Regions from separate parts of the Zea mays genome. Here region 2 is linked to region 1. A link is a contact called in public Hi-C data. All regions are on one chromosome and are shown on one strand. The core of a region is the stretch at or near the end of the contact, and the rest is flanking DNA. Distances in the headings are between cores, read along the strand shown. Region 1 overlaps LOC100191641. Region 2 holds the start of LOC103632985 (sec-independent protein translocase protein TATC, chloroplastic).

Region 1 (4,607 bases), core at 621-3,120:
TATGGGGCCACAAGGCCTTCGACTCATATATACCTCCCCACTAATATTTTATCTAAATATTAGCATCAACCGATATATACCGGTAGAATGCATATAAACTTTATACCCCAATACAAACCACCAATACACACAAGCATACACGACATTAACAACATTGTTTGTTAGGAAAATTCAACTGAAACATGATCGAAAAAATGAAACCAAAGTGGATAGTGAACAGGTACTCATAGTTCAAGTGTATTTCTAAATGAAATTCCACAATTCCTGAAAATAACAATCTGACTGAAATCAACATGGTTGTCCGTTCACAAGTTACTATATGAGCAAGTAGTGGAGTTAATTCATGGCAGAACATCTAGAGACAAATGTAAACCCATGAAACAAAGTATCAATCAGTGTTTCAACATGACTGAATGTGTTCCATGGGTATGGCAATTTACTAACATATCACAGGCTATGTTCCATGGGTATGGCAATTTACTAACATATCACAGGCTATTAAAGAACAGTTGCAGGAACAATCTGACTGAAATCAACATGGTTGTCCGTTCACAAGTTACTATATGAGCAAGTAGTGGAGTTAATTCATGGCAGAACATCTAGAGACAAATGTAAACCCATGAAACAAAGTATCAATCAGTGTTTCAACATGACTGAATGTGTTCCATGGGTATGGCAATTTACTAACATATCACAGGCTATTAAAGAACAGTTGCAGGAACAAAATTGTTTGAAAGCTTACCTTGGCCTGAGAAGATGCGGAAGCCGTCGATGTGTTGCAGCGAACTCCCGACGGTGTCCTGCCGTCCGGTCCGGGTCAACCAAGCGCCTTATCCCTTCCTTTTTCCACACCCCTCGCTAGCCGAAGCAACAAACTACTACAATGAAACCCCCATACACAATTTCAGTAAACACTCGATGATCAATGTAGCCGAAACAACAAACTAAATAACTTAAGAACAGAAATAATGGTCCACTGCGACCAGTTTCACAATTGATGCTGATAGCCCAATAAAAATACATATCAAACAAAACCAAATTCTGTAGTGCTACCAGGACCACGAACAATGCAATGACAGTGAGGAACAAAGATCTAAGTTTTCGTCTGAATAACTATAAGTAGCTGGGGAAAGTTTCAACAACAAAATTGAGATAAGATAACAACCGACACTTGGATGAACAGTTGCAGCACATCTAGAGACACATGTAAACCCATGAAACAGTATCATATTCTCATTTGACAGATGTAAACCCATGGAACACATTCAGTCATGTTGAAACACATTCATGGCATCAGAATAGTACACGCACCAAAGTATTTCTGTTCAAGTTTACACGCACCAAAGTTTACACACACCAATGGCATCAGAAGAGTACACGCACCAAAGTTCAGGCATGAAATAACTTGAAAAATTGGTACCCGCAACGCAGAAATTCACGCAACACAGCCGCAACGCAGAAATTCACGCAACACAGGTACCATTGACGCAACATTGATAACATTGCCATACCCATGAACATATTAAACATTGAGGCATGTTGAAACACAGAATCTGGCAGAGAACTGAACTCACCGGCGAAGGCGTTGAAGCCCACTGCACAGACAACGAGCGTGATGAACAGACAACGAGCGTGCTGAACAGACAACGATCGTCGAAGTTTGATGGGAGATTTGTCTACATCCCTCGCAGTGGTCGTGTGTTTTAATAGGAGTTGACAGCGACGATGGAATGGGACTTGACGATGAATGCTGATTGAGGTGGGGATTTGGGTTTCCATGTGAGATACTGGGGGGCGCCGAGTGCGGAGATTGCTCGTTTCCAAGTGCGGAGATTGCATCGCACCATGGAGCGGAGGTGGAGGGCAGAAGGTTCGCGACGCACCAGGATCTGTTGGGGGCGGGCGTTGCTGGCGCGGCGGGGACTGCGGGCACAGCAGCTTTGCGGGGGCGCGGCGAATTCGGGGACAGCGGGGACGAGCACGGCGGCGGGGACTGCGGGCACAGCAGCTTTGCGCGGGCGCGGCGAATTCGGGGACAGCGGGGACGAGCACGGCGGCGGGGACTGCGGGCACAACAGCTTTGCGGGGGCGCGGCGAATTCGGGGACAGCGGGGACGAGCACGGCGGCGGGGACTGCGGGCACAGCAGCTTTGCGAGGGCGCGGCGAATTCGGGGACAGCGGGGACGAGCACGGCGGCGGGGACTGCGGGCGTTGCAGCTTTGGCGGGGACTGCGGGCGCGAGGACGGCGGCGAGGACTGCGGCGGCGAGGAGTCACGAGCGCGGGTAATTGCGGGCACGGCAGAACAGAGGAGATGTACACGCCTACACTAAGGACATAAGAGTAGTAGAGATAGAGATTATAAACATTTTAAATTTTAGCAGGGCTTCACTTCAGTGCTCCATACACTCGGGAGCGATAGGGGAAAAGCCATGCCCACCCCACCCCACCGCTAGCGTCCCTGTACTGTATCCGAAGAAGTCTTAGGATTGATTTGATGATAAAGAATCACGAGGATCAAATGGAGGATGTTTAATTTTGAATAGCAAAGTGATTTCTCCCTAGTCCCTATAGATCCCTGATAACCAAACCAACCTTAAGAGACAAAATCCATGTACGCATAATCAATCACTGTTATCATAACCTAAGTTATAGTCTCTGCAAATCATAATAATCTAGGATCACCATTAATCACCGAAACCATTTAAAGACCTAGATGCTCCCACCTGGACAAAAGTAAAAACATTGTACGGCTGCCTTTGGTCGAGCGAGTAAGGAAAACGAAATCATGTATAGTCAACATGTGTTACTGTATATTTTTTTTTTAGTATTAGTATTAGTATACTGAATTCTGAGCAATCCCGACGGTCTTCAGGTTCCCAATGGTGGCTAACCTGCCAGTCTCAAGATTCTGTTCATCACAAATCTGCAAAAACTGAAACCACATCAGTAACGGGAACCACATTGCTAACTGCAAATTGTAACTGATGATAAAGAGGCCATGAGGGATAAAGAGAGGTGAGTAAAATGAAGCCAAATAACTTGGTACACTTCTTAATGTTTCAAGTAAATGCACTACTTTTAAGGAAGTCCCATATACTTAAAAGGAATGCTCAATCACTTATACGTTTTTCAGTTTAGTTATACAACAAGGTAAAGCTTAATTACTCGTGTCAAGGAATATGTTCCTGCCAAAGCTAAATGGCAGTCATCATATCTAATTAGATTCGGTGTGGGAAAGACCCAAAGAGAAATAAAAGATACCCACATCAAAATATATTTTGATGCCAAAGAAGTTGCTTATGCAAGAAATATGGACAGGTCAAGCCGTAATTATGATCTAGATGAAAATCAGTGAGTACTGACTTGTATTTTGAAAGGAAGCTGTTGCAATAGTGAATGGGTCAAATAAATGGTTGAGCCTGGTTTGTGTTCTGATCATGCAAAGTAAGAGTAATGTTCATGAATAGAACACAGCACAAAGGGCTGTTTAATTGTAAATCACCTCTATCCACTAATGTTACTGGACAACATTCTGGGGGACCACCGCTCATGCTTCAGTTATGACATCAGCTGAAACAACACAGTAAAATACATTAGGTCTATTAGATAAAGGAGAACAGTACACAAAAAATAAACCACATGACAATATGTTGTAATTGTAATCAGTTCCATGGCCGGCTTTCAGATCAGATTTTGCCATGGTTATCCATAGGCTAAAAAATCACTCAGATTTCAAACGTAGGTTTCTTTAAAAAATCAAAGGTAGGTCATTGTTGGATTCAGACAAAATCAAGCTTCTTCAACTCGGCCCCTAAATACATTCAAAATTATATGCTCCTGTTCTGTCTGTTGGGCTAATTGCTGTAAAGAAGATGTTCAATTTCTTTCTGAGGTTTATGTCGCCTATTGTTTCTTCATTGCCACCATATTTCTACTACATAAAGCACCAGTTTCAACGGTCGTCCCATGTCCCCCTTCCCCTTCTCGCTTAATGCAAAATGCAAAAATAAAATAAAATTGTGTACAAATGAGGATTCGGACCTTGGTTGTTGGCTCCACATTCACGCTCACCTAACCAATAGAACACATATTTTTGCGTCTTATTAAACAAAATACTCATATAATATATACAAACCGTGACAATGGGCAACTGACTAGTTGACATCTAAGCACAAGTGTCCCACACGTGCATGATAAATATGGGATTACAATACACGGTTAATGTCACTACATACACGATGGAAAATTTTCATAACCATAATTTCTTTATTTAAAACAGTACTCCATCCTTTCCAGATTGTAAGTCGTTTTGGCTTTTCTAGATACATAGTTTTTATTGTGTATCTAAACATAGAGAATATATAGGTCCATAGCAAAAACAATGTAAGTACAGAAACCAAAACGACTTACAATTTGGAATAGAGGGAGTATAGTTTTCCAAAAAACTGGAAATAGTTCTTCGGTACACATGTGTCCTAATTCCTAAATGAGGGGATAAAACATTTTCATGTACCTCAAAACCAGCTATATCATGTGGACCTATATTTGACCCCTGTACAATTCATTTCCCTTTTTCTTTTCTGTAACTATTAATGACTTGCATT
Region 2 (4,607 bases), core at 1,106-3,605, 67 kb before region 1:
CTACCACAAGTGCCTCCCCATTTAGGATGGTCGGTTGTTGCCTGGCCCAAAGCTTGTGTTTGTGTACCTAGTTACGTTGTGGCGCCTGACATGTGCTTGTACATTAGTAGGGCCTGACCACCGATGACGCTACTTGGGAGCCACTGCATGACTTCAAGGACCTCTACCCGAACGTTCATCTCGAGGATAAGCTGTTTGAAGAGGCGAAAAGAGATGTTATGATCGGTATCTCCTATGTGCGCCGAAAAACAGGCCACACAGGTGTTGGGCCCAAATCAGAGCCAGCATGAACAGTACATGCGGTACTGTAGTGCATACAGTACCCACGAATACTATAGCATTGTGCTATAGTGCATGAGTTCAATTTAGGAAGGGGTTAAAATAGAGATTGCTTAGGACCTAAGACTGATTTGGTTTAGAAAATAGGATTGATTTGTTGGGAAAGGAGAGTCGAAATTTATAATGATTCCTCCTCTAGTTTGGTTGGAAACCAAATACTTTAGGGCGGATAAATAAAGGGGCAATGCAAACGTTTTCAAGCAAGGCAAACATCTTGACTGGCTTCAAGGGCTTTCCCTGCACATTCTCTCTCCCTCGCTTATTGTCGCTCCACCGCTCTACACCCACACCACCACAACGCCTTTCCGAAGCCGGAAATTCTGACCTCGACCCCAATCTCACATTCCTACACACTTTGCAACCACGATAGAATCAAGGATCCTACCACTGTCCCACACTCCTTTACACTAATCATTTTCTTTCTTAGCTTGACAGCCTCCCATCTAAATCTAACTCCACCACTTGCCCTTTCCTCTTAGATCTTCCTAACTTTTTCATTCTTGCATCAGGTGTCATGCATCCTGGCAGTGGCATAGACTGGTGAGGCACTCTGGTATAAGGCACTGAGCCAACAAGGTAATTCAAATCCCTACTCTACAACATCCAATATACATTCATGTGGACTTATCAATCCGAGTAGTGAGGTTTTAGAGTTTTGTTACTTTTTTCCGTCATAGAATTAAAAGAAAATAACAAATAACACAATTCGCTGCATGAGACCTTGCTTTATTCCTCGTTCAAGCAAGATTCACTTAAGAAAAGTAGTGATTCGAGATCCTTTTAGACCACAGTCTAGTGTCAGTCTGAATGGTTCACTAAATATGATTGGCTAGGGCATAGTGAAAAGGTGGGGAAGTATTTGATGATGCTTCCAAATTTTAGAGTTTGATGGAGTCGAACATATTAGTACTGAGAATTTGCACTAATCCTAGCAACAATATCCTAGCTGAATGCCGATATGGGATATTTAAGGTATTCCCACATTCAGTATTTTTATGATGAAATTACAAACCTTGCAGCACCCTACATCAAAATGTAACTATCTGACTACATCTCTATCTCACATATCCAGAAATTGGAACTATATCACTCCATCTCATATCCAGAAAAAAATGGTTGGATATCTGATTTTTTTTTCCTTTCGTTTGCTATCAATACCTCTTCGGTGGTTGGTCCTTCAGTATCTGACACATAATGCATACGTACAGATCAAAATTTTGGTCGCCCTAGGAGGAAGTAGGAAGAAGAAATAGGCACCAAATTCGCCTTGATGAGGACTTGAACTTGGGTGTGTGGGTATGCATCCACACCCACAACTAGTCAAGTAAACAAGGATCTGACACATATGCATCCCTACAAATAAGAGCAGATTCCCTACTAGCTGACAACATAACACAACGTTTTAGGTACAAGGGACATTAAACCTTACCTTTTTATTAGTTTTTTTTTAATTGGAATTCAGAATTCTGACATTTCTCAATCGATTGTTTCTGTAGATTAGGAATTTTCATGACTACTCCGTGATTCGATGCCTTCTAGGAGAATCAATGTGAGCTCATATTCAGCATATGACTGTATTGTCTAGGAGCTCCATCGCAGCACCAGAGCAGGGCTAAAATGTCAGGCGTACCAGGAGGTCCTGGAGGCGGGTCCTCGAGTGCGGCACCGATGCCGCTGGACGGAGACTCCTTCTGTGGCAGTGGCCCAGACTCCCGGAGGGCGCCGTCCCCGTCGACGGCAGCGCAGCGGAGGCACTGCCGGCGGCGGCGCTCGGGCTCGAGCGCCGGGGCAGCTAGCGATATTAGAGGCAGGTTGCGCTGGCGCAGGAGAGGCCGGCTCTGGCGGAAGAGGATGCCACGGCCGTGCAGCTGCTGCGGCGTGTGCCAGAGCAGCGCCCCAGCGCTTCCCATCCCCGTTCCCGTCTGCTCCTCGCCGTTCCGATGGTGCGCTACCTGGAGAAAGAGGTAACCGGTGGCGGACAGACGATGTTACGATATTATCTGGCTCGGTCGATACTCGGGTACTGGGAGCTGGCTTTCTAGCGTGGCGACGGACCCACACTACTCGGTACTCGTAATCGGTATTTAGGTAGTGTTTGGTTGAAGAGCCAAATAAAACGGAGTCGTTTTATTCCTGATTCTATGAACGAAGTCGTTCTGTTCTGTGTTTGGTAATCTGGAACGGAGCCGTTCCTGATTATAGTCACAAACACCTTACAGTCGTTGGGATGAAGGGGAGAAACCAGACTATTCTAAGTCACACAGAACGTGAACAATGTTGGTTTGATGGTGCATTGGAACCCTGAATCTGCTATAGCACGTCAGTCTCTGACAGGTGCACCAGACTGGGTCCTTGTGCACTGGACCGCCGCCACATCAGTTGAGCCATTGGAGGAGCAGATGACTATTGTCGGAGAAAAGATCCCTAGGCCCTAGGGCCCACCGGTCAGAGAGAGCATTGGAGGACTTTCGGACTACCGGGGACCACCGACCAGCAGGAGGGTAAGGGGATCGTCTACCCTGGAAAGCACTCATCCCCGGATAAACCCTAAGGCATCGAGCTCGAGGTCGAGCGAGACAGTCCGAGCGAACCGAAGAGAAGTCACTCGAGTGGATTCCTCGCTTGTCTCGAGACTGGCCTTTCTCTCAAGAATTAAATCCCACCAAATATCAGATTTCACCCCTTATATCTAATAGCATGCTCTACACGCTAAATTCTAACCATATTCTAACATAACAAGTCTATTAACGTAAATAGAAGAAGACAATTACATAAAAGTAAATGCTCAAAATAAAGAAAGAGTTAGAAATAGGCATTGTTTCTACCAATGAGTTAGCACTCTTCACTAATCCTTGTTGAAACACCCGCACAAGGGTGTGGCTCCTCCTTAATATGTACAAGAATCATGTACTCTATACAAGTTAATTCTTCATCACTTCGACACGCTAAATCGTCCATAACCATTTACACCATGAGTTGAGCCAAAACTCTCAATGAGTGTCATGCCATCTAGCTGATACCAATCACCAAAATAACAAGCTAGCCAATAGCAATCACCAAAGTTACAAGCATAAACTTTTAGTAGGCCTAAACAAGTCTAATAAGAAAGGTGGATGCATAATTTTCTCTATACACAAATAAGATCCTTAATCTTATGATTATCAAATCTCAAATATCTCAGACAAACTCTCTTGCTCTCCAATAAGTTCCTTCAACTAACATGCAGATAAGAGACTGCAAATGAACGACATGGAAGGTTATATATAACCTCATGACGAAAGCTCTAAACATTCCTAACACGTCTGGTGTAGATCCCAACAGCTCGTTTCTAAACTAGCCAACAACAAACCCCTCTCAGGTGGAAAGTTTGATGCGCCACCAAACATGTCCAGTGAGTGTGCGACTCTATAATCATTGCAACCTTCTCTAAGTGTTGTATTTGATAAGTCCAATGCACCACCATAGATGTCTGATAAACACGCTTACTCCTATTCTCGTCGCAATCTTCTCTAAGTATCATTTCTAGTGCACAATTATTGATGTACATCAAACACGTCAATATTTTTGCTCTATAAACAAAGCACTATCTATACCTAATGTCCATATTTGGTGCACATCGATGCACTTGCAACACCCCCAACTCATTTATTTTGCACTTTTTGAGTTAGATTTGATTTTAAGGTGCACCACCACTCGTTTATTTCACACTTTTTGAGTTAGATTTGATTTTAATTTTCTCCTAACTTCCATAGAACTAACTAGTGCTAGATGTTAAGTATATATAGTCACACATCAATAGACTTACCTAGATCAAGCTACCATCCATGTCACCATTTATAGTATCACTAAAGAAAAACAAACCTTCTACCACTAATCACTAATCTAACTAATCTAAGTGTACGCCAACTTCTTTCAACATTTAGAAATAGCTAATCTAACTACATGATTGGTTCATTGAACAGCTGTGCCTAGGCTCGCGCTGTCCCGTTGACCGCACACAGCGGGTGTTTGGTTGCCTGTAGAACAAGGCTGGAGCCTGCACCCGCGCGTGCAGTCATTGGCATTTTTTAGCTTGCTTGCCTGTATGCGTGGAAACACAGTTCTCCCGTGTTTCCAGTGGGCCAGGCTGGTGCGAGGCGGGCGCTTGATGTACCGGCTACCAATCACGCGATAAGTGTACAGCTCCATTCACCATTTAAAATTGTTCGGCTGTCGGTTTGACAAAGGTTGCGGCTGCAACTATAAACTGTTTGCTATATTAGTAGTGT

The links. Hi-C and Micro-C count contacts between places; a contact is called where the count stands out from the background.
Region 2: a contact with region 1 is called in a Hi-C map of leaf, with 2.0 times the contacts expected there. The contact joins the promoter of LOC103632985 here to the enhancer-like site in region 1. A contact is called at or near these places in 3 of 25 Hi-C or Micro-C datasets (ear, endosperm and leaf).

Annotation. Positions count from the first base shown.
Region 1 is chr1:28,473,029-28,477,635 of Zm-B73-REFERENCE-NAM-5.0, reverse strand. It overlaps LOC100191641, which reads right to left. Exons shown (of 4, transcript NM_001254785.1): 3 at 3,506-3,573; 4 at 2,558-2,926. The coding sequence ends at 3,551. Among protein-coding and RNA genes, the nearest start is that of LOC118473500, 3.2 kb to the left of the region's middle. Within about 2 kb of position 1,870, at least 3 of the 20 cell types and tissues checked have an H3K27ac peak or open chromatin away from gene starts, as enhancers often do. A contact at or near this core is called in leaf, where this site is marked.
Region 2 is chr1:28,540,404-28,545,010 of Zm-B73-REFERENCE-NAM-5.0, reverse strand. LOC103632985 (sec-independent protein translocase protein TATC, chloroplastic) reads right to left here and starts at 2,355. Exons shown (of 4, transcript NM_001350732.1): 1 at 1,970-2,355. The coding sequence starts at 2,249.